4 separate regions of the Mus musculus genome follow, and all the other regions are linked to region 2. A link is a contact called in public promoter capture Hi-C data. All regions are on one chromosome and are shown on one strand. Each heading gives the region's core, a stretch centred on a gene start, on an enhancer-like site or on the middle of the called end of the contact. The rest is flanking DNA. Distances are from core to core; before and after follow the strand shown.

The links. Promoter capture Hi-C pulls out the DNA fragments that hold promoters and counts their contacts. Capture Hi-C pulls out chosen DNA fragments and counts their contacts.
Region 1: a promoter capture Hi-C map of adipose tissue shows a contact between it and region 2, with 2.4 times the contacts expected there. The contact joins the promoter of Eif3c here to the promoter of Mcmbp in region 2. A contact is called at or near these places in 2 of 39 promoter capture datasets (erythroid cells and liver) and 1 of 9 other capture datasets (adipose tissue).
Region 3: a promoter capture Hi-C map of embryonic stem cells shows a contact between it and region 2, with 3 times the contacts expected there. The contact joins the promoter of Btbd16 here to the promoter of Mcmbp in region 2. A contact is called at or near these places in 1 of 39 promoter capture datasets (embryonic stem cells) and 2 of 115 datasets of contacts at active chromatin or transcription factors (astrocytes and embryonic stem cells).
Region 4: a promoter capture Hi-C map of liver shows a contact between it and region 2, with 6 times the contacts expected there. The contact joins the promoter of Rabep2 here to the promoter of Mcmbp in region 2. A contact is called at or near these places in 2 of 39 promoter capture datasets (liver and pre-B cells) and 1 of 9 other capture datasets (liver).

Annotation. Positions count from the first base shown.
Region 1 is chr7:126,562,177-126,568,451 of GRCm38.p6, reverse strand. It overlaps Eif3c (eukaryotic translation initiation factor 3, subunit C), which reads left to right and starts at 2,086. Exons shown (of 21, transcript NM_146200.1): 1 at 2,086-2,104; 2 at 2,233-2,373; 3 at 3,684-3,749; 4 at 3,847-4,036; 5 at 4,700-4,825; 6 at 5,155-5,209; 7 at 5,342-5,448; 8 at 5,762-5,886. The coding sequence starts at 2,273. It overlaps Gm25579 (a small nuclear RNA gene), which reads left to right and starts at 1,303; the gene lies at 1,303-1,408. It overlaps Gm24596 (a small nuclear RNA gene), which reads left to right and starts at 4,472; the gene lies at 4,472-4,578.
Region 2 is chr7:128,735,697-128,742,068 of GRCm38.p6, reverse strand. It overlaps Mcmbp (minichromosome maintenance complex binding protein), which reads left to right and starts at 1,640. Exons shown (of 16, transcript NM_145955.3): 1 at 1,640-1,936. The coding sequence starts at 1,879.
Region 3 is chr7:130,772,710-130,778,906 of GRCm38.p6, reverse strand. It overlaps Btbd16 (BTB (POZ) domain containing 16), which reads right to left and starts at 4,838. Exons shown (of 16, transcript NM_001081038.2): 1 at 4,537-4,838; 2 at 1,714-1,820. The coding sequence starts at 1,779.
Region 4 is chr7:126,425,174-126,431,905 of GRCm38.p6, reverse strand. It overlaps Rabep2 (rabaptin, RAB GTPase binding effector protein 2), which reads right to left and starts at 3,139. Exons shown (of 13, transcript NM_030566.2): 1 at 2,750-3,139; 2 at 2,121-2,330. The coding sequence starts at 2,774.

The DNA of each region.
Region 1 (6,275 bases), core at 837-3,336, 2.2 Mb after region 2:
GTGTATGTGTGTGTGTAGGGGGGGTTGGTTTGGTTTTGTCTTGGTATAGCCATAGTGAGTGTGGCATCTCCTTCTGGTTTTGATTTGCATTTCCTCTATTAGTAAAGATATCGGACATTTAAAACTGTTGTTGTGTGTAGAGTTCACAACATAATCACATGTGTGAAGGATTTAGAGGTGTGACCTTGCCAGGCTTGATGGTGCATGCCTTTAACCCCAGCACTCCAGAGGGAGAAGTTGGAGGTTTTCAGAGCTCAAAGCTAACCTGGTTATGAGGCAAATTCCACTAGGACAGCTGAGGTTATAAAGAGAAACCCTGTCTTGGAAAAAAAGAAAACAGAAAAAAATAGGTGTGGCCTTGGAGGAGGTGTATGTCTGGATCCCACACTCTTCCCAGTTCTCTCTGTGTGTCTCTCCCCCTCTGCCTCTTTCTGTGTCATCTCTCAGCTTCTGCTCTGGCGCCATGGCTGCTGTCATGTCCCTGCCCGGTTGATCATGGACTCATCCTCTGAAACTGTAATCCCCAGTGAGGTCTTTCTTCTATACGTTGCTTTGCTTTTGCATGGTTTCTTCATAGCAACAAAAACGGACCTAATCCTGGAAGCTGAACTCTGGCAGGCAACATGCATACACAAGAGACTGGCACTGGGGCCACGCTGAGGTAGGCACACAGACATGCATACACTGCCAGCAGGCTAGCAGGCTAAGGTGAAGCCTCAGGCCTCTGACCTCAAGGCCGTCTTTATATAAAACCCACCCAACAGTGCCATTTTGCTAGAATTATACTTCACTGTTTATTTTTGGGCACCCCAGACATCAGTTGGTGAAATGCTTGCCTAGTATGGATCTAGACCCTGGGTTCCATACCCAGTACTACAAAAATCTAGGCCTTGTATGTTGCAAAGGCCACTAGGAATTGGGGGAGGTGGGAGGTGGTAGGGTGGTAGTCAGGGGAGGTGGTCAGAAGACAACTATCAGGAGTTGTTTTTTCTATTCTGTGGCCATAGGGAACTAACTCAAGTTCTTACGCTTGGTGACAAGTGCTTTTTCATCTGAAACACCTCGTGGGTCCAGTGGCTAGCTAGTATATGCTCATTCTGCACAAGGTACTGTCCCACACACATCATATGTTCTCATTTTATTTTCCTAATATCAAATGAACAAGTGCTATTATTCCCCTTTGTTTGTAGCACAGGGAGAAGAGCAGAGAGAGATTAGAAGTTAGAAAGTTTGCCTAAGAAAACGGTAAAGACAGGATTCCAACACTCAAGATCTATGAAGTTTGCTTAAACCTGAGAAACCATGCTCTCTTCTGAAGCATATATATTAAAATTGGAAAGATAAGGTAAGATTAGTATGGCCCCTGCACAAAGATGTCACACAAATTTGTAAAGCGTTCCGTATTTTTAAAATCCTTTTCTAAAACAAAACAAAACAAAACAAAATGACAACAACGACACTCCTCCAAAACCTCGCAGGACATCGGCATCAAGCTGACACCAGCCCTTAGATTCTTACTCTGAAGTTAAGATGGGCGGCCAGAATACTTTTTGTTTTTTTGTTTTTTTTTTTTGTTTTTTGTTTTTTTTTTCGAGACATAGTTTCTCTTGGCTGTCCTGGAACTCGCTCTGGAGACCAGGCTGGCCTCGAACTCAGAGATCCACTTGTTTCTGCCTCCTGAGCGCTGGGATTAAAGGTGTTGAGCCACCTCCGCAGGCTTCAGAGCTTAGCTTTTTTTTTTTTTTTTTTTTTTTTTCTTTTTTTTTGGCCCAGTCTGGCCTTGAACCCATGATCCTCCTGCTTCACCCTTTCTAGTGTAGGGAATTACAGACGTGCACCATGGGGCGGTTACTAAATTCTATATTGTCAGTCTTGCAGCCTAGTCCGGGCGGTCCTAGTGAGCAGCCAGTCAGTCTTAGTTTAGATAAGATTTAGAACCTCGGCTACTAATTCGTCCCAGGCCGTGTATAGCGCAAAGGCCACTGGGAATTGTAGTTATTTAGCGCATTCTTTGGTGCTTCCGGGAAGTGACGCCCCCCCAACCTTTTCCTCTTCCGGCGTCGTGCCTGTCTCACCTGCTCAGAGGGACTCGGCAGCTTAGCTGGTTCGTGTCTCTTGGGCCTCGTGCTCCGTGGAGGGCAAGGGGGAGGCCGTGCAGGCGGGAACGGGGGTCCGGGTCGGGAGATGGTAGCCGCGGTTGCCCCCAAACCCTGACGCCGCGGGTTTCCTCAGGTTCCGGCCGCGAGCGCCTCAGCCCTTCAGCGCCGTCGCCATGTCGCGATTCTTCACCACCGGCTCGGACAGTGAGTCGGAGTCGTCCCTGTCCGGGGAGGAGCTCGTCACCAAACCGGTCTCCGGGAACTACGGCAAACAGTGAGCTGGGGGCGCGGAGGGGACGGGTTTGGCGGGCTGCGGGGGCTCGGGTGGGCGAGCGGAGCCATGGGCTGGGCGCGTCTGAGAAAGGAGCTCTCGCAGCGAGCTGGGGGAGCCCTCGGCGTCCTCGGTACCGAGGAGGAGGAGAGGTTTTCCGTTGCTTAGTATTGCATCAGCTCTTAAGGCCTCCAAGTCTGCAGCCTCGTAACTCCTGCCCACATTCCATCTCTCGCATCCCTTCCCGCCCCTTGACTGTGGCTTTCGGAAACTCCCCGTATCGTAAATCTTCCCACTAAGCTTAGTCGTTATGATTTGTACTCATGGAGGGAAACCCTCAGTGCTTGGTTAGTTTGGCCCTGAAATCCGGTCGTTTGGCTCTGCGTGCCAAATGCTAAACACTGCTGTGTTCATCTTTATTTACTGTCTTTTTCTCGATCTCTGTAAATTAAAACTTTTTGAACTTTGAAACAGTTCTCAAAACAACATTGTTTTTGCTGTGTACCTGAAGGGTTTTAAGACATACTTACCTCCACAGAGACTTTTTTTTTTTTTTTTTTTTTTTGGTTTTTCAAGACAGGGTTTCTCTGTGTAGCCCTGGCTGTCCTGGCACTCACTTTGTAGACCAGGCTGGCCTCGAACTCAGAAATCCGCCTGCCTCTGCCTCCCGAGTGCTGGGATTAAAGGCGTGCGCCACCACGCCCGGCGCTCCACAGAGACTTGTAGAGAATTGTAGATGAATATCCAGACATATCCATGTGACTGCGATAGCATAACACTGTCCAAAGTGGAAAAACTATCACTTGTCCCATATTAAAAAAAAATTGTCAGGAAAAGTTAATACCATGGAAAGAAAATAATAGAGACACTGTTGCTAACTGAATGCTTTCACCCATTATTGAAAAAAATACAATCAAAGAGAGTGTTAGAATTCACCAAAACTAGTGGCCTCTCCTATTTTGGGAAATGTTTCTTTTTAGAATCTGGCTAGGTACCAGCTCCTTGGAGCTTTTCCCATTTGTTAGAGTTAGGGGGCCTTTTGTCTGCTGCTTTCTTAGGTACTTGTAGCCATATGTGCTGTTAGACAGTTGTCTCATACAGTCTATAAGCCTTCTGTTACTTGTTCTTGGGGACATTCTTGTAGATACTGTCAGGGTTTACAAGAGACCTCATTTAGAGTTGCAGCTGCTTAAGATGAGTATGAAGAACAAGGATCAGAGAAGAAGATGGTATGCATGCCTCGGTTCTCATCTGATAAGAGAAATAACACTAGCTAAGACTGAAGGGTAATGGTCTCTGTTCCTTTCATACAGGCCTTTGTTACTGAGCGAGGATGAGGAGGATACAAAGAGAGTTGTCCGAAGCGCCAAGGACAAGAGGTGAGGCTGTCGTAGGTTAGGGGTTAGGGGGAGTGATGGTATTGTTTTCTCCATGATAGACAGACACAGCCAATCTGGTATTGAACTTCCTACCCAGGTTTGAGGAGCTGACCAACCTCATACGAACCATCCGTAATGCCATGAAGATTCGAGATGTCACCAAGTGTCTAGAAGAGTTTGAGCTCCTGGGAAAGGCCTATGGGAAAGCCAAGAGTATTGTGGATAAGGAAGGTGTCCCCCGATTCTACATCCGAATACTGGCTGACCTGGAGGACTATCTTAATGAGGTGTGACTCTGAGCATGCAGAGGGGTGTGGGCCTGGCTGTGCTGCTTGCCTGCTGCCAGGGCTCTCCTCAGGGCTCTTTGCCTTCTTATCTACAGTGGTGCCTAGAAAATAGAAAATGAGATAAAGCAAGGAGAAAAACTTATTTTTGGGCAAAAGCTTGACTATATTTATTGGGGTTTGGCTGTTTTTTGTTGTTCTTGTCGTTACTTTGTTTTTTTTTTTTTTTTTTTTTTCCAGGACAGGGATTTTCTGTATAGTCTTGGCCAACCTGGAACTTACTTTACTCTGTAGACCAGGCTGGCCTCGAGCTCAGAGATCTGCCCACCCCTGCCTTCCTAGTCCTGGGTTGGAGTGTAGGTCAGCTGTAGGCTGCTTGCCTCCATTGAGTCCCCAGCGCTGCTTAGTTAACAGTCTTGGTTAATAGTGGTACAGATTGTGCTCGCTTCGGCAGCACATATACTAAAATTGGAACGATACAGAGAAGATTAGCATGGCCCCTGCGCAAGGATGACACGCAAATTCGTGAAGCTTAAAAAGAAAAAAAAATAGTGGTACAGATGGTGTCTAGATAGCAAGATCCCGGGAGGGGAGGGGATTTTAAAGCCTACATTTTGAAAATGCCACTTAGCCTCGGGTCCCTATTCTTCCTTTTACCCCTGATAGCTTTGGGAAGATAAAGAAGGAAAGAAGAAGATGAATAAAAACAACGCCAAGGCTCTGAGTACCTTGCGCCAGAAGATCCGGAAATACAACCGAGATTTCGAGTCACACATCACCAACTACAAGCAGGTGAGTTGGCCAGAGGCTAAGGTTTGAACTAGGAGGAGTTTGATCCTCCGACAAAACTCCAGAGCATGGGTAGATGACACATGGCTAAGGAGAGAACCATAACAAACTGACGGGTTCAGAAGGAGGAGGCTTGTATGTGGCAGACGTTTTGTTCTTTTGTGATTGATGAGTTGGAGGTCTCACTGTAGCAAACTCACTGTGTAGACCAGGCTGGCCTTGAACTCCCAATGATCTCCTACCTCTGCCTCCTGAGTGGTGGGATTCAAGGCATGGGCCACCATCCTTGGCTTATGGTAGGCATCTTAGTTCTCTGATTTTCCTCAATGCAGAACCCTGAGCAGTCTGCAGATGAAGATGCAGAAAAGAATGAGGAAGACTCCGAAGGTGAGAGAAGACCTTTATTGAAGATAGTTAGAAGGCCCAATGCTATGCCATGCCATGGGTTCTCTTGATCTCATTTCTGTTTTCAGTCTTGGCCTTCAGTGTCTGGCTTTTTTTCCTCCCACTTCCTACCAGGCTCTTCAGATGAGGATGAGGACGAGGACGGAGTCGGTAATACGACTTTCTTGAAGAAGAAGCAAGAATCTTCTGGAGAGAGTCGGAAGTTCCACAAAAAGATGGAAGTAAGCGATCCCAGGTGTATCCTGGGTGATTTCCTCTCAGGATGTTTAGGTCTTGGGAAGAAGAAATGTAATCTTATGGTGCCCTTGGGTTCAGAGAGTGAGTTAGACACTAGGTGAACTGGGATCCAACTGCCAGGCTCCCCACTGTGCTGGGGAGCTGTGGGGACTCCCCTGGGTGATTTGTAATCCAGAGTTACATGGACTGTTTGCTCTGATGCCCTGACTCCATATTCTGTCAGGGGTAATGCCTGGAATGTGTGTCGGGGAGGAGCACAGAGTGCCTTGCCTTCCTCCTGATCCTCTTCCCTCACAGGATGATGATGAGGACTCTGAAGATTCTGAAGATGAAGAATGGGACACCAGCTCCACATCTTCTGATTCAGACTCTGAGGAAGAAGAAGGAAAACAAACTGTTCTGGCCTCAAAGTTCCTTAAAAAGTAAGGAGGTAATGGGTTTGGAGGCTACATGGGAGGGCGTGAAAGCCTTTAATCATCCGGACACTGTTGCCCTTCGCTTCCACAGAGGCTTTAGGTTGAAGCCCCTGCTCCCCTTTCACAGCAGGGCTTTAGAACCAAGTACCAGATTGCAAAGCTAGTGTGGCTTGAATATAGATAGGGTTTGAAGGCTCCAGAGTTCAAATATTTAACCATACACTCAGTAAAAATCTCACTGTGGCATCTATGGTTATGTGATAGTCAGCAAGCCATGTCTTTCAGTCTTTAGGTTCTTGCATCTGAAATGGACAGGGGCATTACCACCCAGGAGAGCTGTTCCAGGTAGCGTAGGGAACCAGTTCAGTATAGGACTGGCATGTGGAGGGCACTCA
Region 2 (6,372 bases), core at 391-2,890:
TTTGAGACAGGGTTTCTCTGTGTATCCCTGGCTGTCCTGGAACTCACTCTGTAGACCAGGCTGGCCTCGAACTCAGAAATCTGCCTACCTCTGCCTCCCAAGTGCTGGAATTAAAGTTGTGTGCCACCACCGCCTGGCTGAGCTTTCGATCCTTATCAACCCAGAAGCAGAAAGATCTTATATACTGTGTCTACCATGAATCTCTCCTATTTTGACTTCCTGCAGCTTGTTGCCTTTGGGAACTAAGAACTACTTTCTTCTGTCATTTCTCTACAAAGTTATTGTTCTTTGTGGGTGATCACAAACTTAATTTTTCTTTCAAGACAGGGTTTCTTGAAAACCTGTGTATCCCTGGCTGTCCTAGAACACGCTGTGTAGACCAGACTGGCATCAAACTCAGAGATCTTCCTGCTTCTGCCTCCTGAGTGATAGGATTAAAGGCATGGGCCACCACTGTGGAGCTCTTAATTTTTATCTATTTGTTTTTGAGACGGGGTCATATATAGGTAGCTCAGGCTGGCCTCAAATTCAGTGTGTAGCCAAGGCTGGCTATGAACTCCTGACCTTCCTTGACTATATCCCAAGTGCTATGATTTAAGGATACGTTCCCTCCAGGGGACCAACAAAGGCAGAAGGGCAGGTTTGGTTCCCTTTTCCTTCTGAACTACAGAGGTTTCTGGGTTTGGTCATAGCTGTCTCTGTTCATCTGTCGCCATCTCTCTCTGTTTGATCCCTTGCTAGGGCTTGCATGACAGGCAAGTGTTCTGCCACCAAGAAGTTCTTATTCTTCAGCTATATACTTTCTAGATTACATTCAGATCACCACTACCTTTTTACAGCCGAGTAGGTATAGATGATGAAATCAGGGTTTTCTGAGGTATATCCCATTTCTAGGGAAAATGTCTTCTCTATGAAAACTTGACAGTTCCTAAATTCTCTAGGCCCTTCAGGGTCTGCCCTGTAAGAGTGTTCTGATCTGTATGCTGTATAGGAATCTTGTCATAGCTCCCTAGTTGCCAGGTTGGAAGCAGAGATCATTTGGGTGTTTTGAGGTTAGAAGCTAAAGGCTGGGCTAGGAGAGAGTTCTGAGCACTTGCCAGTTCCTTGGCCATATTGAGATGCCCACAAAGGCTACACAACCTCCTTGATTAAATCGTTCAGGAAGAACTCACTGAGCTGGGGGCAAATCTTATACAGGACTTTGGGCAGGGCACCTTAGAAGAGTTCTACCACCAGAAACAAGAGGCACAAGGGGATCAGATGATCAGACACCAAATAGAATTTCAACCTTTAATTTTGCTTAGAGATGACTCTTGAAGTTGGCAGAACGTGCGTCTTTTTGGTCCAGGTGCAAGGACTCAAACTTTGAGCCAATGAAGCACCCTGATGGAGTTTGCCACCAGGCGCGCACACAGGGACCACTATACCAAGCACAGACGCGCTCCTCTGCCCATCTCCAAGATGGCGGCCCCGGGATTGCCCGACCTGTCTCCGTCTCCAAAATGGCCGTCCGCCCCGCCCACTCCCTCCCCTCCGGGAGTGCGCAGCACGCTCCCGCCGCCCCTCCTCCTCGAGCTCCACCCAGGTCGCTGGCAGCGCGGTCGGTGGCCGCGATTTCCCGCCATTGTGAGAAGTGGAGGCTAGGACGGTCTCCCCCCCACCCCTCCGGCCGCTGGCCAGCAGCTCCGAGGCGCTCGTGCCCGTCACCGCAGCCACCTCTCCTTGAGACGCGCGGAGGCCCGTGGCTCGCGACGCCCCCGCGCGTGGGAGGGCGCGGACGAGGAGCGGCCGAGCCCCCGAGAAGCCGGGCTCCGAGCGCGCTCGGCCCGCAGAGGAGCGCCCGCCGCACGGGCCGCGCTGGCCCCGGCCCTCAGCGCCATGCCCTGTGGAGAAGATTGGCTGAGCCACCCGCTCGGGATCGTGCAAGGCTTCTTCGGTGAGTGGCGCGTGGCGAGCAGGGCCGGGAGGGGAGCGGAGTTTGCGGGACCAGGCCCGCCGCGCGGCCGCACTCCGGACGACGGGCCGGGGGAATCACTGCCGAGGGCTCGCGTGGCCCCGGGCCTGGAAGCCGAGCAGAAGCAGCCGTCTCCGGCCGCCGGCGCTGGCGCCGCCGCCGCCTCCCGTCACCTGCCCGCTGCCCGGCCGCGGCTCGCTGGCGGCGGGGCCGCGGCTCCGAGCGCTAGCTGTGATTGACGGCCTGGCTCCGGGCCGGTGGCCTACGTAGCCCGGGTGCTGCAGACACGGAGAGGTCCCCTTGCCCACGGAGGGCCCTTAGAGCGGCCGCGGAGAGAAGCCACTGCCTGTGGGAGCCTGCGGGATATTTCAAAACTTCCGGGGTGTGTAAGGGAGTGCTCGAGCCTTCGCTCAGAAGTTCTCTCTGTTTCCCTTGACATCCGGGAGAATGCTTCTTCTTTTTTTTTTTTTTTTTTTTTTAAATTATTCTTCCTGCCCTGTTGACATTAGAACCCGTCTGCTCTGTTACCTGTTCCCGTACCAGGGCTAGCTAGAAATACTCAACTACTTAGATGAGTTGCCACAGAACGGGAGCCGAGAGTGCTGTAGGCAAGCTGAGTAAATTCTAGGTGTAATTGTCATCGTTGCTTTTTTTGGTTAACCAGACCTCCGATTCCCACGCGCATCCCAGATTTCGGTGCGTTTAATGACTGGCCTGTGCCACCGGTCTCCGTGGAATGTGTTTTCTGTAGTAACGCTCCCACCGGATCGGATTCATTTTACCTAGAATTCTAACTAATCAGGTAGTTTCCCAGGGTGAAACTAAAGCCGGCAGATAGAAGGGCTGGGTAGACATGACGATTATATAGCCAGTGAACACACAGTGTCTTCAACAGGGGCAGGGGTGTGCAAGCCCGCGAAAGAGTAAACCACGGGCTTGGGGTATTATAGCTCAGTAGTAGAATGTGTGCCTGGCCTGATGAATGGTCTGAGTACAGTGCAGGTGGAAAGAGGCAGATTCAAACCTAGCCATCTAGGGTGGTTATCAAAGGGTGTGTGTAAGCTGCTACCTGTGATTCTGTCATTTGGAAGGCAGAGCCCTTCGCTAAGTGCTAGTAATTGAAGTTCAAAATATTGGACCCAACAACTGGCATGTCGAGACTAACAATGATTCCCAAATGTCAAGCCAGGGTTCAGTTCTGTACTGGGTGAAAGTGCAAATGTGTAGATAAATTTTTAGGGGAAAAAAAATCTCTCCGTAGTTAAAGGTTTGGGACTTAAAGGGTTAAGTTCCAATGACCGATACCAGAATTCCTTACCCTTTAGTTTGAGGCAGGTCCCTAGCCCTAGCTGGCTGGCTTGGCGCTCATGGAAATCCTCCTGCCTCATCCTTTGGAGTGTTGCGTGTGCCACCTTACCCAGCCAGAATCTCCATTTATGAGAAATATCCCACTACCACGGTCCTGCTGTAGGGAGTTCGGGGAAAATTGCATTTGATTATCAATATTTTATAAATATTTTGGAATGTTTTGGAAAGGTCACTGCTGCCCTCTGAATGACTCTTTGGGAGAGAAGTGTATAACCTGCTCTGCTGTATTTCTGCTGTGTTTTCCTGTCGCAGTGATTACATTGGGTACCTTAAAGCTGGAGACTCTTTGGTCTGTGTTTGATTTTTGATTTCCGTACTGGGGGTTGAACCCAGTACAAGCAGGCAAATAGTCCACCACTGAAGCTGGTCTTCTGGCACGTGCCTCCATACCCAGTCTCTGTATCAGCTTTAGATATTAATTATCTCTTGACCCTGTCCAGAAATCTTCATCTCCAGCACTGCTGTCATAGCCCAGGATCTTTAGTCACGTTTTGGATTTCTGCAACAGCCTCCCCGTCTCTCTTGCACTTTCTATGCCAGAACCAGTGGCTTCCGGTTGGTTATAGAGACTTCCCCCCCTTGGGTTTTAGTTTCACTAGTATCCCCAGGTTGCCCTTGAATTCTCCATTTTTTACCTCAGCCTCTGGGAGATTACAAACAAACTTCACTGCACTCCTGTTGACCTGAGTATATTATGACCTTAGTATCTGACCTACACCCTTTTTCCTCCTCTGATACCCTGTATACTGTATAGCTCTGTACCCTGTACCCTGTAGCTCCAGCTGCTCTTGAGCATTTGCCTCCAAATTCTGGGATTACAGGCATGTACCTGCTCTTCTGGCTTTTTTTTTAAAGATCTATTTATTTATTTTATGTATATGAGTGCACTGTAGCTGTACATGGTTGTGAGCCTCCATGTAGTTGTTTGGGAATTGATTTTTTTTTTTAGGACCTCTGCTCGCTCCGGTCAACCCTGCTCACTCTGGTCTGCACCGCTCACTCAGTCCTTGCTCTCTCCTCCGGCCCAAAGATTTATTTATTATTATAAATAAGTACAATGTAGCTGTCTTCAGACACACCAGAAGAAGGTGTCAGATCTCATTACAGGTGGTTGTGAGCCACTATGTGGTTGCTGGGATTTGAACTCAGGATCTTTGGAAGAACAGTCAGTGCTTTTACCTACTGAGCCATCTTGCCAGCCCACTCTTCTGGCTTTTACCTGTATGTCTTCTGAGGTGTTTTTATATCTACTTGTGCGTTTCTCTGAGGATAGGAGTCCATGGACAAGGTGCCCTTGGATACCAGAAGTTACAGCAGTTGTGAGCCTTCGGTGGTCTGTGGGTGCTAGGATACACTTTTGACTCTAGTTTTCTTCTTATTCTTCATTTGTTTCCTTGTGTTGTTGAGACAATGTTTTGTGTAGCTCAGGTTGGCCACCAGCTCACTAATCAAAGATGCTTCAGCCTTCCAAGTGCTGGGATCACATCCATGTATCCCTATGTTTACCCCCACCCACCCCATATTAATAACTTGAATTAATACCACCTCCTCCTCCTCCTCCTCCTCCTTCTTCTAATTCTTCTTCTTTCTCCTCCTCCTCCCTCCTCCTCAGTCCTCCCTCTTCCTCCTCTTCTTCCTCCTCCTCTTCCTCCTCCTCCTCCTCCTCCTCCTCCTCCTCCTCCTTCTCTTTTCAGAGCTGAGAAACAAACCCAGGGCTTTGTGCTTGCTAGGCAAGTGCTCTACCACTGAGCTAAATTCCCAACCCCATACCCACTTACTTTGAGACCAGCTCCTGTCATTTTACCCAGGCTGGCATCCACCTCCTGGGTTCACGTGACCCTCCTTTTGCTTCTAAGTAGCTGGGACTAAAAGCATAGGCTACTAATCCTACCCATAACAACACACACATGCATGTGTGTCCGGACCAGCGGACAGCGCGTAGAAATCACTCTGTGGACATCAAGTGCTCTCTCTCCCTCGGTCATCCTACTGGCCACACAACTGCTTCTGAGTCCAGGCTGCTTGTAACCAGCTGCCTCTTCGCTTTAGGTGTTTCAGTTTTAGCTTAGTTTGGTTCCTTGGTTCATTCAGGATGAGGCTGGCAAGCGTGTGAAGGGCAAAGTGTGAGTCTAATCACAAGTGTTTTCCAAAGTTCAAAGCAGTGATAAGATCAGTAGAAGCTGCTCTGATCTTGTCATCAGTCCACTGTCTTGTCTGAACCCAGCTTGGAGCTCTTCTGTTCTACCACCCCACTCTTGATAGGCACTAAAGAATAATTTATGCTAAGGCTGGAGCCCAAGGAAAGGGCCTGGGCATTTTGAGGAACAGAGTAGAGTCGAGTCCTAGGACTAAGAAGCAAGAGGATGTCCAGGTGGCTCTCTGCGGACACTCAGCTTTCTGTATTAACTTGCTCTTTTTCTCTTCCATATCAAACAAACTCACTTGTTCTCAGTTCCAGCCCACACTTGCCTCATCCCAAATTCTAGGGCTAGAGAATGTACTTGGCCCAGGGTGGACTCTGCTGTCCGCTCATGATTCTAGCTCTGATGGGCGTGAGGGTTGTGTGGGACAGCCATAGCTGTTGAGACATGCCCTGACAGTGGGGAGGTTTCAAAGAAGTCTGAACTGAACAGCCATGGCAAAATGTGTGAGTATTTAACTTACAAATAAACACTAACATGTGGTTAAAGGCCAATACAGGTCTGTTAAGTAAGTTATTGTATGTTCTCCCATCGAATGAAGCTCCTTTTGTTTTGTTTTGTTTTGTTTTTTCTAAGATGGGATCTCACAATGTAGACCAGGCTGACCTCAAACTCACATCTATTCTCCTGCCTCTGCCTCTCAAGTGCAGGGATTAAAGCTATGAACAGAACCTTTTTTTGGGTTTGTTTGTTTGTTTGTTTGTTTGTTTGTTTTTCGAGACAGGGTTTCTCTGTATAGCCCTGGCTGTCCTGGAACTCACTTTGTAGACCAGGCTGGCCTCGAACTCAGAAATCTGCCTAGCAGATCCTTTTCAACTGTTCTACTTTCCAGTGGTTTGTGTGGCTTTT
Region 3 (6,197 bases), core at 3,589-6,088, 2.0 Mb before region 2:
ATCAGCACATTCCTCCTTTTCAAGGCTGAATGTTATAGCACATTGTGTGACTATACCACCATTTGTTTATCTTTTATCAGTTGATGACCTCTGAGTTGCTTCTGCCTCTAGCTGTTATGAATCATTCTGGTGGTACTATTCATATGGCTTCCTTAAGGGAAAAGAGCGATAGGAATCCAACCTTCCGACTGGTGACTCGGACATCTAACGAGAAACACTCACCACAAGGGATCCATGTGAATGGAAGTCATAAGTCCTAAGCCATCCAGGTGGAGAGATGGGATCTGAGTTCAATCCCTATTGTTGTCACTTACTGACTGACAATTTTGGGGTAGTCACTTAACCTTCTGAGCCCCTCAGATATCATGCAAAATGGGAATCAGCATCAATGGGAATGGTGACAAAGATGAAGATAATGACTGTGGTGATAATTGCAAAGAGGATGGCGATAGTGGTTGGGGTCCATGTGCTGGTATGGTGATAGCTGTGATGATGATGATGGTGATGGTGCTGATGTCAGGTGTGCCAGTGGAAGGGATGCTGGTGATGATGTTGGTGATGACGGTTAAGGTGGTGTGTTAATAGTGATGGTAGTGATGGAGATGACAGAGACGGTGATGATGCTGTGATACTGGTAACGGTAGAGGTGGCAGTAACAATAATGCTGACAAAGATGATGGTTGTGATGATACCGCTCTGTTTTTTTTAGAGTTATTAAGAGGATAAAATCAAACCGTTTAGGAAGTTTGTCTTAGCCTGCTGCCTAGCTAGGTGACTGTAAGCTGTGGACTGAGTTTAGTTGTGGTCTTGAGGCATGAGCAAGGGTCAGCTCAGCCGTGGGGCTGCTCTCTGGTTTCTGAACAGTGCTGCCTAGACTCACTCTTCCCAGTAGACAGCCAGTCAAGCATGGGGCACTCAATGGTACATGCCCTGGCCATTATGAAAACATGGGAACCCCACTGTAACCGTGTGCTGTTTGCCTTCCCATGACCAGTGTGTGTGTGTGTGTGTGTGTGTGTGTGTGTGTGTTCAGAGGTTGACATTGGATATCTTTATCACCCTTTCATTTTTTGAATTAGGGCTCTCACTGAACACAGAGCTCATCAATTCAGCAAAAATAGCTGTATAGAAAGCCCCAGGATTCTCTAGGTTTTTTTTTCCACCCCCAACACTGAGGTGCTCCACCCACACTCAAGTTTTCTATGGATGCTGGGAGATTAAACTCAAGCCCTCAGTCTCGAATGGCAAAGCACTTTATTGACTGAGCCATAGGAATGAAAGCTTCCATAGAAAGACACGTCTATGAGGCTGATCAAGTGATTAGGATTTCAGTGACTATGGAATGTTGCAGGTCTCGAGCAAAATTATCTTGGGTTAGCTTCAGTATTCTCACAGGCCGTTCCTTGCCTGCCTCTGTGTCTGACACACCCTTGTGACTATCAGGTGAAACGATTTCCCAATATATTAACAGCCTAAAAACTCAAAATGTCATCAGTTAACATCCCATCTGTAGCAGAGATTTCCCACCGACACATCCGATAGTGATCTGTTAGTATACAATGCTACGGAGGCATTCTCTACCATGTTAGAGAATGGAACTCAGAGTAACCTAAATGTGCATTCCTGAGGCACGATCACTTATATTTGGCTCCAGAATAAACCATCCCTTCCCCAGCTTGAGTTGAGAACTGTGGTTTTTGCATGTATAACTACCTCTCTAGACCTGCTGTCACCGGCCTTCTTGCGAAAGGATCCACTTACTGAATTCAACATTTTCATGAATGACAGTGGAGATGACACAGCAGGACAGTGATGAGCACCTGGAAGACAAAGAGCTGAAGATGACACTTTCGTATGTCTCTAAAGCATCCCATCAGAATACTGTAGAGGAGGCTGACCTAAAGAGTTCGTAGTTTACCATAAAAGGAATCATGAGAAAGCCTCAAATGTGGGTCACGTGTCAAAGCCAGAGGATGGCTAAGTATTTGTTTGTTCTGTACTTGGATGTAGTGTCTCATACTACACAAGAGCTCTAGCCTGGGATGGATGGATGGATGGATGGATGGATGGATGGATGGATGGATGGATGGACAGACAGATAGATCAATCTATGCCATGATTTTGGAAGAGTAGCTTAGGTAGAGGAGCAAGAAGATATGCCTTCTCACATTATCGAGAGGATGAAGATCAATGTATGTCCTCAAGTAGGGTGAGCATGTATTCTTTATTTGGATCAGGAGACTGTATGGGTGGCTTTATCAGTTAGCCAGGGCTGGACAGGGATGTAGTGTCCAGTGGGATTATGATTACTGTGGCTTAAAGGCCAGGAGAGAGGGCTGGCGGGGCATCCATTTTCCTGCTGGATCTGAATGCAGTTAGGATGACTTGGTTATAAGCGACAGAAACCAATCTGATTAATGGTATGCCAAAAACAGTTAATAGGAAGAGGACGGTAGGACTGACTGAGAGATGCTGATGGGTGAGGACACCAGGAAAACCAGGACCCAATACAGGGACTGAGGTACAAGCACCAAGGGCTGTTTCTGTCAGAGGATGTCATGAGGATGAATCAGTTCCCTGCACTCCATCTCCAGGAGGTTTTGCTCAAGCACAGTCACCCCCACTACACTACACACCACATCACACTATACACACACACACACACACACACACACACACACACACACACAAAAACACAAACACTACACACCACACTAAATACACAAACACACACACACCACACACCACACTACACACCACACTAAATACACAAACATGCACACACATACACAATACACACCACACTACACACCACACCACACTAAATACACAAACACACACACACACTACACACCATACTACACTACACACCACACTAAATACACAAACACACACACACATACACTACACACCACACTACACACCATACCACACTAAATACACAAACACACACACACACACTACACACCACACCACACTAAATACACAAACACACACACACACACACACTACACACCACACCACACTAAATACACAAACACACACTACATACCACACTATACAGCACACACCACACACACACATCACACCACACTAAATACACAAACACACACACTACATACCACACTACACAGCACATACCACACACACACATCACACCACACTAAATACATAAACATACATACACACACACCACACTAAATACACAGACACACAGACACACACATACACACTATACACCACACTAAATACACAAACACACACACACATACACACTACATACCACACTAAATACACAAACACACACACATACACATAATACACCACACTAAATACATACATACACACACACACACACACATACACACTACACCACACTACACAACACACACATACACACACACACACGACCACACTACACAGCACACAAAACACATACACACCACTACACAGCACACATACACACACATACCACACACCACACTGCACATCTCACACACACACACACAGCACATAGCACACACACACCACACCACACAGCACATAGCACACACCACACACACACACACACACACACACACACACACACACACACACACTGCCCCCTCCACACACACATACTTTTGTTCATGGCTGGAATCATAGCTGCTTCTCTGACCTGTTTTTCACACAGAAGTCAGAGGGACCCTGCACCTCTCCAGCTAAAACCCTTGGCCAACTTTCCACATATGAGCTCTGCATCTTCATCGTGGCCCAGAAGCTTCTAAGGAGAGAGGAGTGGGTTCCAGGCAGACTTCATACAGAGCTGGTCAGCATATGAAGAAATGTTCCTGCCAGGGCCCTCCATAGAAAAAAAGGTCATTTCAGTTCAGAGGTGGCTGCCTAGCTCCTCTTTCTTTCTTTTCTTTCTTTCTTTCTTTCTTTCTTTCTTTCTTTCTTTCTTTCTTTCTTTCTTTCTTTCTTTCTTTCTTTCTTTCTTTCTTTCTTTCTTTCCTTCCTTCCTTCCTTTCTTTCCTTTCTTTCTTTCTTTCTTTCCTTTCTTTCTTTCTTTCCTTTCTTTCCTTTCTTTCTTTCTTTCTTTCCTTTCTTTCTTTCTTTCCTTTCTTCCTTTTTTTCTGAGACAGGGTTTCTCTATGTAGAGAAGAACTCACTTTGTAGACCAGGCTGGCCTCGAACTCAGAAATCCACCTGCCTCTGCCTCCCGAGTGCTGGGATTAAAGGCCTACGCCACCATGCCTGGCTCTAGCTCCTGTTTCTTTTACACAAGAGTCTTCCTGGCTGACCTTGAACCCCAGGAGTATCTTAGTAGCACTGAAATGTATTTTTATTTTTGTCTCACTGGGAGCTGTGCCCTCTGTGGGCTTTAGTTGTTGCTCCCTTGGTCCTCTGGTGAGGAAGCTGTCTGTGACCCTCCTTCAGCTCCCAGCCAGGAACCTCTGAAATGCCTCCTTGCCCTGGTGGAGCTATGTGCAAACAGCTCCCATCACTGGGTGACCCCTTGGTCTCGGCTGTGGATGAGGTACCAGTCCCACTTACAGTTCTGCAGTCCTGCTGCCCACGGGGACGGTCACAGAGGTTGAGAGTGAAGCAGAGGGGTGCTGGTTGCACTGGTCTCGGAACCAAGGGAGAGTTGGAGGCTGGGCACCTTCTGAGCCTGAATCTTGAACGCTCTCATGACACCTGGGGCTCACCCCTTCTCCTACGGCGATGCTTTGCTGGGGGAGCCTGCCTTTGGCTTCCTGGGGGTAGTTGTGGGTACCATGGCAACAGCAGTCAGATTCTAAGGACTTCCTGTTCCGGGTTCTGGTGTTATCTCAGCTTGAGGCTTCAGGCTTTCTGCTGAGGGGTGACAGGGCTATCAGAAAACAGTTTGTCACTAGCATAACCATGCCTGGCTGCCAAAATATTTTCGCAACAAAAGTAATTTGAATTCCATGTCCAAAATTAGCCTTAATTAATTCTACATTAATATTTTTTGTGTGTGTGTATCCCCTCCCCCATTCCTGTGCCTTATTGATAATGTGTCTTATTGATAACTGTGTCTCTTGATGTGGGAGAAAGTGGTGGGTAGTGTAGCCAGCCCTCTGACAGACATTAGGGTCTCAAAGTGCAAACCTGCAACTGGGCTATGTTCCTTTGCAGGGGAGCGAGCTACACACACACACTTGGAGAGCCTTTGCCGCACTTCCCATACCACCAGATACACACTGTCTGCTCTCCAACCTGGAGTCTGGTCTGTCGCTTCCCTCCTAGCCCAGTGCCACGATGATGGCGTGATAGTGTGTGTGGAAGGAGGTGCCTCAGCGAAAGCTCTGAAGTACAGGTCTGCCCTGTTACTTCTGCCCTTCCCTTTACCTCAGACTTCCCCTATGTAAACTTTCTCTCCAATAGAGGCTTAACACAGGATTTGAATTAAGGTGTTTGAAATACAAGAACCTGACCCTCCTGATATCATACCTGCCCTCTGGATACTATTTCTGGTACTACTGGGGCTACTGGCTAAAAGACAACCCCTGAGCGCCTCCTATTGGCCACACTGGGAAAGTGTCCCAGGGAGCCACAGTCCTTACCACCCCTGAGCCCAACATTTGACCTTGATTGTATTGATCCCTTTCTGAAGCCTTTGGTTTAGAAGCCTTCAGCTCCCCGCTAGATTGCGCCATGGATCGCTCCAGAGCTGAGCTGTAAGCCAAAGTCAAATGCACAGAAATGGAAACTTTCTTGAATCGCTGGAGTTAGCATGGACTTCATGTGGCCTTGGCCACAAGCAATGTCACAGGAAGTCTAGCTGCTTTCCCTGCAAGTTCTACCTGGTGGCATCCACTTGCTGGCGATGTTGTCCACCCACCCCTATGGGAGGGAAACAGAAGGGTGGGAGGCAGAGCCACCATGCCAGCCTTAGGCCAATGTTCAGGGGGCTGCTTTCTGCCCCACCTGGTGTGTTCTGGATCCTGAGGGACTGGCTTCTGACAGCACCTGCTTAGTCTCCCAGAGGGAGAAGGTGAGCAAGTTCCTACAGGGAACAGAGCAGCTCCTCTGATGGCGAGGCCGTGTGTGCATGCTCAGGCAAAGATACATTTCCAGAAATGTGCTGTGAGGCCACAGTGAGTACTGAGTGTGGTTGGCAAAGGACTTCCCCATATAGAGCCAGCTTATGAAGACAGAGAGGTGGCTGTTCATGTGAGTGAACACACACA
Region 4 (6,732 bases), core at 1,890-4,389, 2.3 Mb after region 2:
CCCACAGAGCTATCTCACTGGTCCCAGCCCACTAACTTAACATATACTAACATTAGATATAGAAGTTGCCAGACTTCCTGGGTTCAAATCTGCTGCTATGTGTCTATATCACTCTGTGAAAGTTAGCCTGTCTGTGTTTCTGTGCTTTTTCTGTAAACAGTCAGCTAATGACTCCTTTCTCAAAGACCTTGTTATAAAGATTATATACAGCCAAGGATGGTAGCTCCTACTCCAAACCCTAGTACCTGGGAGGCTGAAGCAGGTGGTTTACCTTTGAGTTCAAGGCCATACTGGACAATAAAATGAATTCTAGCTAGCTTTAGTTACAGTGGTAAGATCCTGCCAGTAGTGCTAGTGAGATGGCTCAGAGGTTAAAAGCATTGACTGCTCTTTCGGAGGTCATGAGTTCAAATCCCAGCAACCGCATAGTGGCTCACAACCATCGGTAATGAGAAACAAATAAAAAACCTACAGAGCAGGGGGCCAGAGCAAGAGGGAAGGGGGGGGGGAGATCCTGCCAGTAAAAACAAACAAACAAAAAATAAAACAGGGTTGGGGATGTAGTTCAGTTGGTAGAGTGTTTCCCAAGCATACACAGAGCCCTGGGTTAGATTCCCAGTATTGGATAAAACCCAGCGTGGTAGTACATGCCTTAATCCTGGGAGGTGGACATTCAGGAGTTTAAGGCCATCAAGATGGTTCAGTGGTTAACGGTGCTTGTCATGAAAGCCTGATGACTGAGTTCAATCTCTGTAACCCACAGAAAGGTGGGAAGAGAGAAATGAATCTGCAAAGTTGTCCTCCTGCCCAACATGTGTACCATGTCATGGTATGACACTCCTACATCTCAACACACACACACACACACACACACACACACACACACACACACATACACACACACACACACACACAGAGAGAGAGAGAGAGAGAGAGAGAGAGAGAGAGAGACCCTGAACTCAAGAAGGAGAAGAAGTTGTTGTTTGCATACAGAGTATGAGGCTGCCTAAGCCTTGCCTCAAAAGAAAAGAAAAGAAAAGGAAAAAAGCTTACTTTATAGAGTATTTAGCTCTGTCTCTGGCATATGGTAAGTGTTCAATAGAGAGCAGTCACTGTTACAACTTAGGCTATTCCTTTTTCTCTTGTGTGTGCACACTCACATAAGCCAGAGTCAGTATCAGGTGTCTTCCTTACTTGCTCCAACTTATTTTTTCCAATAAGGTATCTTTTTTTTTTTTTTTTTTTTTTTTTTTTTTTTTTTGAGACAGGGTTTCTCTGTATAGCCCTGGCTGTCCTGGACCCAATAAGGTATCTTATTGACTTTGGAGCGCTCTGTCTTGGCTGGCCAGCAAGCTATTGGGGATATGCCAATCTCCAACCTTCAGAGCTGGGATTACAGATAAAACTCCCAGGCCTGGTAGGATGGGAAGGGAATTTCAGGCCCTTTACTATGGAATCCAAGGTCAAGGGCAGACCATAGAGGGAGATCTGAGGGGCTGGAGCAGCAGTCCAATAGAGCATGCCATAGTAATACTACTGCCAGGAAACAGAGTAGGGGCAGGTCTGACATCCTTGAGGACACTCTAACCTCTGCCCAGAGGAGAACAGGAAAAGGCAGAGGACCTGGGACCAAGAAAGCTGGTGTCTCCCAATCCACAGAGGCCATGAGACAGAGGGGGAGAAGGAAGGAGATGCATGTATTTGTGTAGGGTGCTGTAGGGATACCTGGGAAGGAAGGGAAATCATAGGACTAAGCTCAGAGACAACAGGCTGAGTTTCGAGCCTCGAGGCCCAGAGGAAAATGAGGGTGGTTCAGAGAAATGCGAAGTTTCTGGCTCGTATTCTGGGCTGATCTTATGTCAGCAAGAACAAGAAATGATACCCATGGGTATCATGGGTAAAGATGATTGCTACACTTAGCTGTGACTGACAAGAGTTGCTGACAACACTTGTGGTGTTTCTCTGCAAAATAGAAAGGGGCACTCAGGTTCTGGGACACAGTCTTTTCTCTGTTGAGCTACCTGAAGCTCATCTGAAGCCCTCCTCGCCCTGCATTCCCTGCTAGAGGGGCGCAGGCAGACAGGCTGTCGGGTGGGTTGTGTTGGGAGCGGGTGCCTCACCTTTCAGGATGGCCTGCAGGGAGGCCACCTCCTCTTGGCACTGTCTCTGCACTGCAGCCACTGCCTCCGCCTTGGTGCTCTCGCTCACCTCAGCTACAGCCTTCATGGTTTCCATTTCTGCCAGGGCACCGGCCAGTTCGGCACGAAGCCGACTGAGCTCACTTGACTCGGATGCATCCTTTTGCTTCTCTTGGGGCTGGGGATCCAGCGCTGTGGGGAGCGGGGAGTGGGGGGGACAGTGACCAAGATTTATTCCCACGGCTTGCCGATCTCCTAACACCTCAGGCCACCCAGCAGTCCAGTAACCCAGTCCTACTCTCCATCTACAAGGACCTCATCCCATTCCCCTGGTCCTGCCCCTCCCGGAGTCCCAACTAACTTGGCTCGACCGTCCAATCCCTTCCAGTGGCCCCGCCTCGCCCCCTTACCTGCCCCACCCACAGACACACCCACCGTGTAGGCCACGCCCACCCCGGTGGGCGCTGTGCCCCGCCCCCTTCCCGAGCCTCCGCGCTGGCCGGCTGCCGCCAGCAGTCGCATTCGGCTCCGCCCCCAGCCCCCTGCTCCCCACGTGCGCAGCGGCGCAACTCCCGCACCGATTCCTGGCCGCCGGTGCCCCCGATTCTCACCTAGGGTTGCTGGCGCAGCTGCCATCGTCTCAGCCCAAACGGCGGATTCCCGCACTCACTGGTGATGGCACTCCCGCTTCCGGGTCCGCTCGGCTGTTTCCGGATCCGCTCGGCTGTTTCCGGATCGGCTCTGCAGGGGCCGCGGGGGGTGGGAGGGCGGGATGGTCAAGAGACGCCGACTGCACTCGAGTGGACGCGCGGCCTGGATCCCGCCTTTCTTGCAGCCTCGTGGGACCGCCCCCGCGCTCCCGCGCTCCCTGGAAGCTCCGAGGGCTTCGGGTCTGCGGTAGTCTTCTCTGGTGCTGAGGATCTGCTGAGGCTCCACTCGAGGCCACCTCCTGGAACGCCTGGTCTTAGTCCTAGAGGACGCTGCGCGCGGCCTCCTCCTTCCCTCCGCCCGGCCGCCCTTCCGCCGTAACCCGACTCGCGTTACTGCGAAGTGTGCCCGGCCCGCCCAGCATCTCCGCCCCGCGGGCCAGGGCTGGGTTGGCGTTCTGAAGCTTGGCGCAGTCAGTGGCAGAGGTGCGAAATCTACGTGTCTCCAATCCCATTTTCATATGGCTTCCTGCAAATCTCTTTCTCCACTCCCAGGGCTGTAAATCTTTCAGCCTGGGTCTGGGTCAATCTCTCATTATGTATGACCTCTCGCTTTGGAGAGTCACAGCAATTCAAACAAGTACAGAGCCTGGGTCCCCCTGCCTCCAAACCGGTTTTCTATAAAAGACTTTGAACCTGGAAGTCCTTGATTCTTTGTGGTCTCCTTGGAATGCACACCAGTGTACTTATACCAGGATGCCTTCCTCATTTCTCCAGCACTAACACCCAATCGTAGTACCCATCACGCCTGAACTAGCAAGATAACCCTTATCTCCTCCTCCTATGTGCCTACTGGTGGGCTTTTAGTGTTAGAGGGAGCCCACTACAGATTATCCCCAGACAGCCTGTGGTGGTTTGAAAATGCTTGGCCCAGGGAGTGGCACTATTTGGAGGTGTGGTTTTGTTGGAGTGGGTATGGCCTTCTTGGAGAAAGTATGTCACTGTGGGTGTGGGTTTTAAGACTCCCTCCCGACCCCCACCCCCGGCTGCCTGGGAGCCAGTCTTCTGTCTTCAGAACAAAATGTTGAACTCTCAGCTCCTTCTGCATAATGTCTGCTTGGATGCTGATATGATCCTGCCTTGAAAAATCTCATGAAAGAGATTTATTGGAGGGTCCTGGGTGTGAAGAACAAATCCAGGGGTGGCTGCCCTCTGTTCCCAGGAGCAGACAGCACGGAATTAAATAGAGGGCAGAGCTTAGATAGGATTTCTTAGGGGTGGAGCTTTTCAGGGCAGAGAGTTCCAGATTAAGGATTGGTGGGATTTCAAGTCCTGACTTTGGGGAGCTCAGGGATTGGTGGGGTTTTGCGGGAAGCCCAGAGATTGGTGGGTTTCCCTGCTTAAGGATTGTTGACTCCCCCCCCCCCCCCCCCCGCCTTCCTTTTTTCCTGCATCTAGGCTATGGGTTAAGGTAGGAAGTCCTTCCTGGCCACAGCCGGCTTTTACTGAGGCACCACCTCTGTAGGGCCGCTGGCGAGGCTGGAGAGCTCCTGCTGTAGTAATTCACCAAGAGTGTAGGCCGAGGCAGGAAAGGCGTTACCACCGTGGACAGCTCCTGCTGAGGTGGGGGCGGGGGTAAGGAAATGCATCCGAGTGGACAGCTCCTGTGATGGCTGCAGGCTGAGAAGGCCTCCTCCCTGCCACCATTTTGACAGGAGCTGGCATTTTTGATAGCTTCTGCGAGGGCATTTTATTGTGGCTGGGGTTGACTGCCGCTTTGACATCTTTTGCGGGATGCCATTGAGGGACTACATTGTGGGTAAAAGTATTTGCTGTGGGAGCCCGATGACATCGTTTACAGCTTCAGCACCCACAGCAAAGCAGATTTCCTCTTGGTTACAGGCTAGCCTTGTAGAGGAATTTTAATCCAGCAACCTGGCTGCTCTGGCAAGGAATCACATCCAAAGATCTAGGTGTAAGTTTTATTCTATTTTTTTTTCTGTATATTCAGCGACTTTTAGTGGTTTCTTCATACACTCTTCTCCTGGCTCCTTACAATATCTTCTCAGCCGGGCATGGTGGCGCATGCCTTTAATCCCAGCACTCGGGAGGCAGAGGCAGGCGGATTTCTGAGTTCGAGGCCAGCCTGGTCTACAGAGTGAGTTCCAGGACAGCCAGAGCTATACAGAGAAACCCTGTCTCGGAAAAAAAACAAAACAAAAAACAAAAACAACAACAATATCTTCTCTGTTCAGCTCTGCTTCTCCTGTCTCAGCTGTCACCAGCTATCTTCTCACTTAGCTCTCTGACCCTATTTGTCTGCCTACTGGAAGCTTCTCTCTACTATCTCTGAATCCTATTCCTGAACCCTACTCCAAGCTCTCAGCCCTGCTGGATTTCTATGACCTCTCTTGTTCCCAGAATTCTAAGAGGCAACTGACACTGAAGGGCAGAGAGTCCTTTAAAGGGTCAGGCACATAAATCATGCTACACCTAGGTCTGTGTGATCTGACTGGAATGACACACCTTTAATCCCTCAGGCTGGAATACAGATATACCCTTAGTATACACCTTTAATCCCTAACAATGCAGAGAAAGTTTGAAGAAGGGAGCAGCCATGTTTGGAAGTGACATCTAATTGAGAGGTAAGTGGTGAATCAGAGAAAGATTTGACAGAATGAGTCAGAGATATGATATGCCTAACTCTCACCAGAACAGCCCAGGGAAGAGAGCAGAGTTGAATTGGTTCTATGCGTGCAGTAGAGTTCAGGCAATGCAGTTGAATTCAGTTGAGTTGAATTTAGTGCAGTTGGTGCAGTTCAGTTGAATGTAGTTGAGTTTGTGCAGTTCCATTCAGTTTGTGTGGTCAGTGAAGTTCAGTTTGTGGAATTCAGAGACAGTTTTTCCAAGCAATTATGTCAGAAGCCAAGAGAAGCCAGACTGAATCAGTCAGACTGTTCAAAGGCTCCAAGCCCAGGCCCAGGGATACTTAGAACAGAGAAAGAAACACTCTGGCTCAGCCCAAGGAGTATATATAGGCACAGCTTGGATATGACTCTCATCTCATCCCTTCATCTGAGGAGATGAAAGTTACTTTTACAAGCCTGATCTACATTACAAGTATTCCAGGCCAGTCAGAGCTAAGTAAGTCACTGTCTCAAAAAAATAAAACCATTAGTTTCCTTTTAAAGGAAATATGTCAGCAGTTGCAGTGGTGTAGGAATGTAAGATCCCACTGGGAAGGCTGAAGCAGAAGAAGTGGAAATTCTGGTCTAGCCTTAGTTACATAGCAAGACCCTGCCTCAAAAACAACCCCCCTCCCAAACCCAGATGCTTAGTAGCTCAGGTCTGTAAGTCTAGGACTTGGAAGATGGTGGCAGGAGAATCAAGATTCTAAGGGCATCATGAACTGCATAGGGAGTTTGAGGCCAGCCTGAGTAACATAAGACTCTTGAAAGATAGAAAGAAAGAAAGAAAGAAAGAAAGAAAGAAAGAAAGAAAGAAAGAAAGAAAGAAAGAACAAAAAGTTTAACAACAAAAAAACACCAAACAACAACAACAACAACAAAAAAAACCAGTCTTTTGCCTTATTTCAACAATCTAAGGACTTGGTAGATGGAGGCAGGAGGATTGCTGTGTTTGAAGCTATCTTGGGCTATATAGTGAGTTCTAAAACAGTCTGAGCTATAGGGTAAAACCCTATCCCAAAGTGTTAAAAAAACAAAACAAAAAACCCTAAGACCATACCACCACCAAAACCAAACAGAACCTACAACTATGTCGTGCAGAATTAAGTCTAGCACTTGGGAGGTAGAGAGGAGGATGAGCCAGAAGTTCAAAGTCACCCTCAACAAAATAGCAAGTTTGAGGCTAATATAAACTGCATGGAACTGTATTTTAAAAACAATACAAGAGGGAAGCAGTTAGGCTGTGTTCATTTCTTCCTC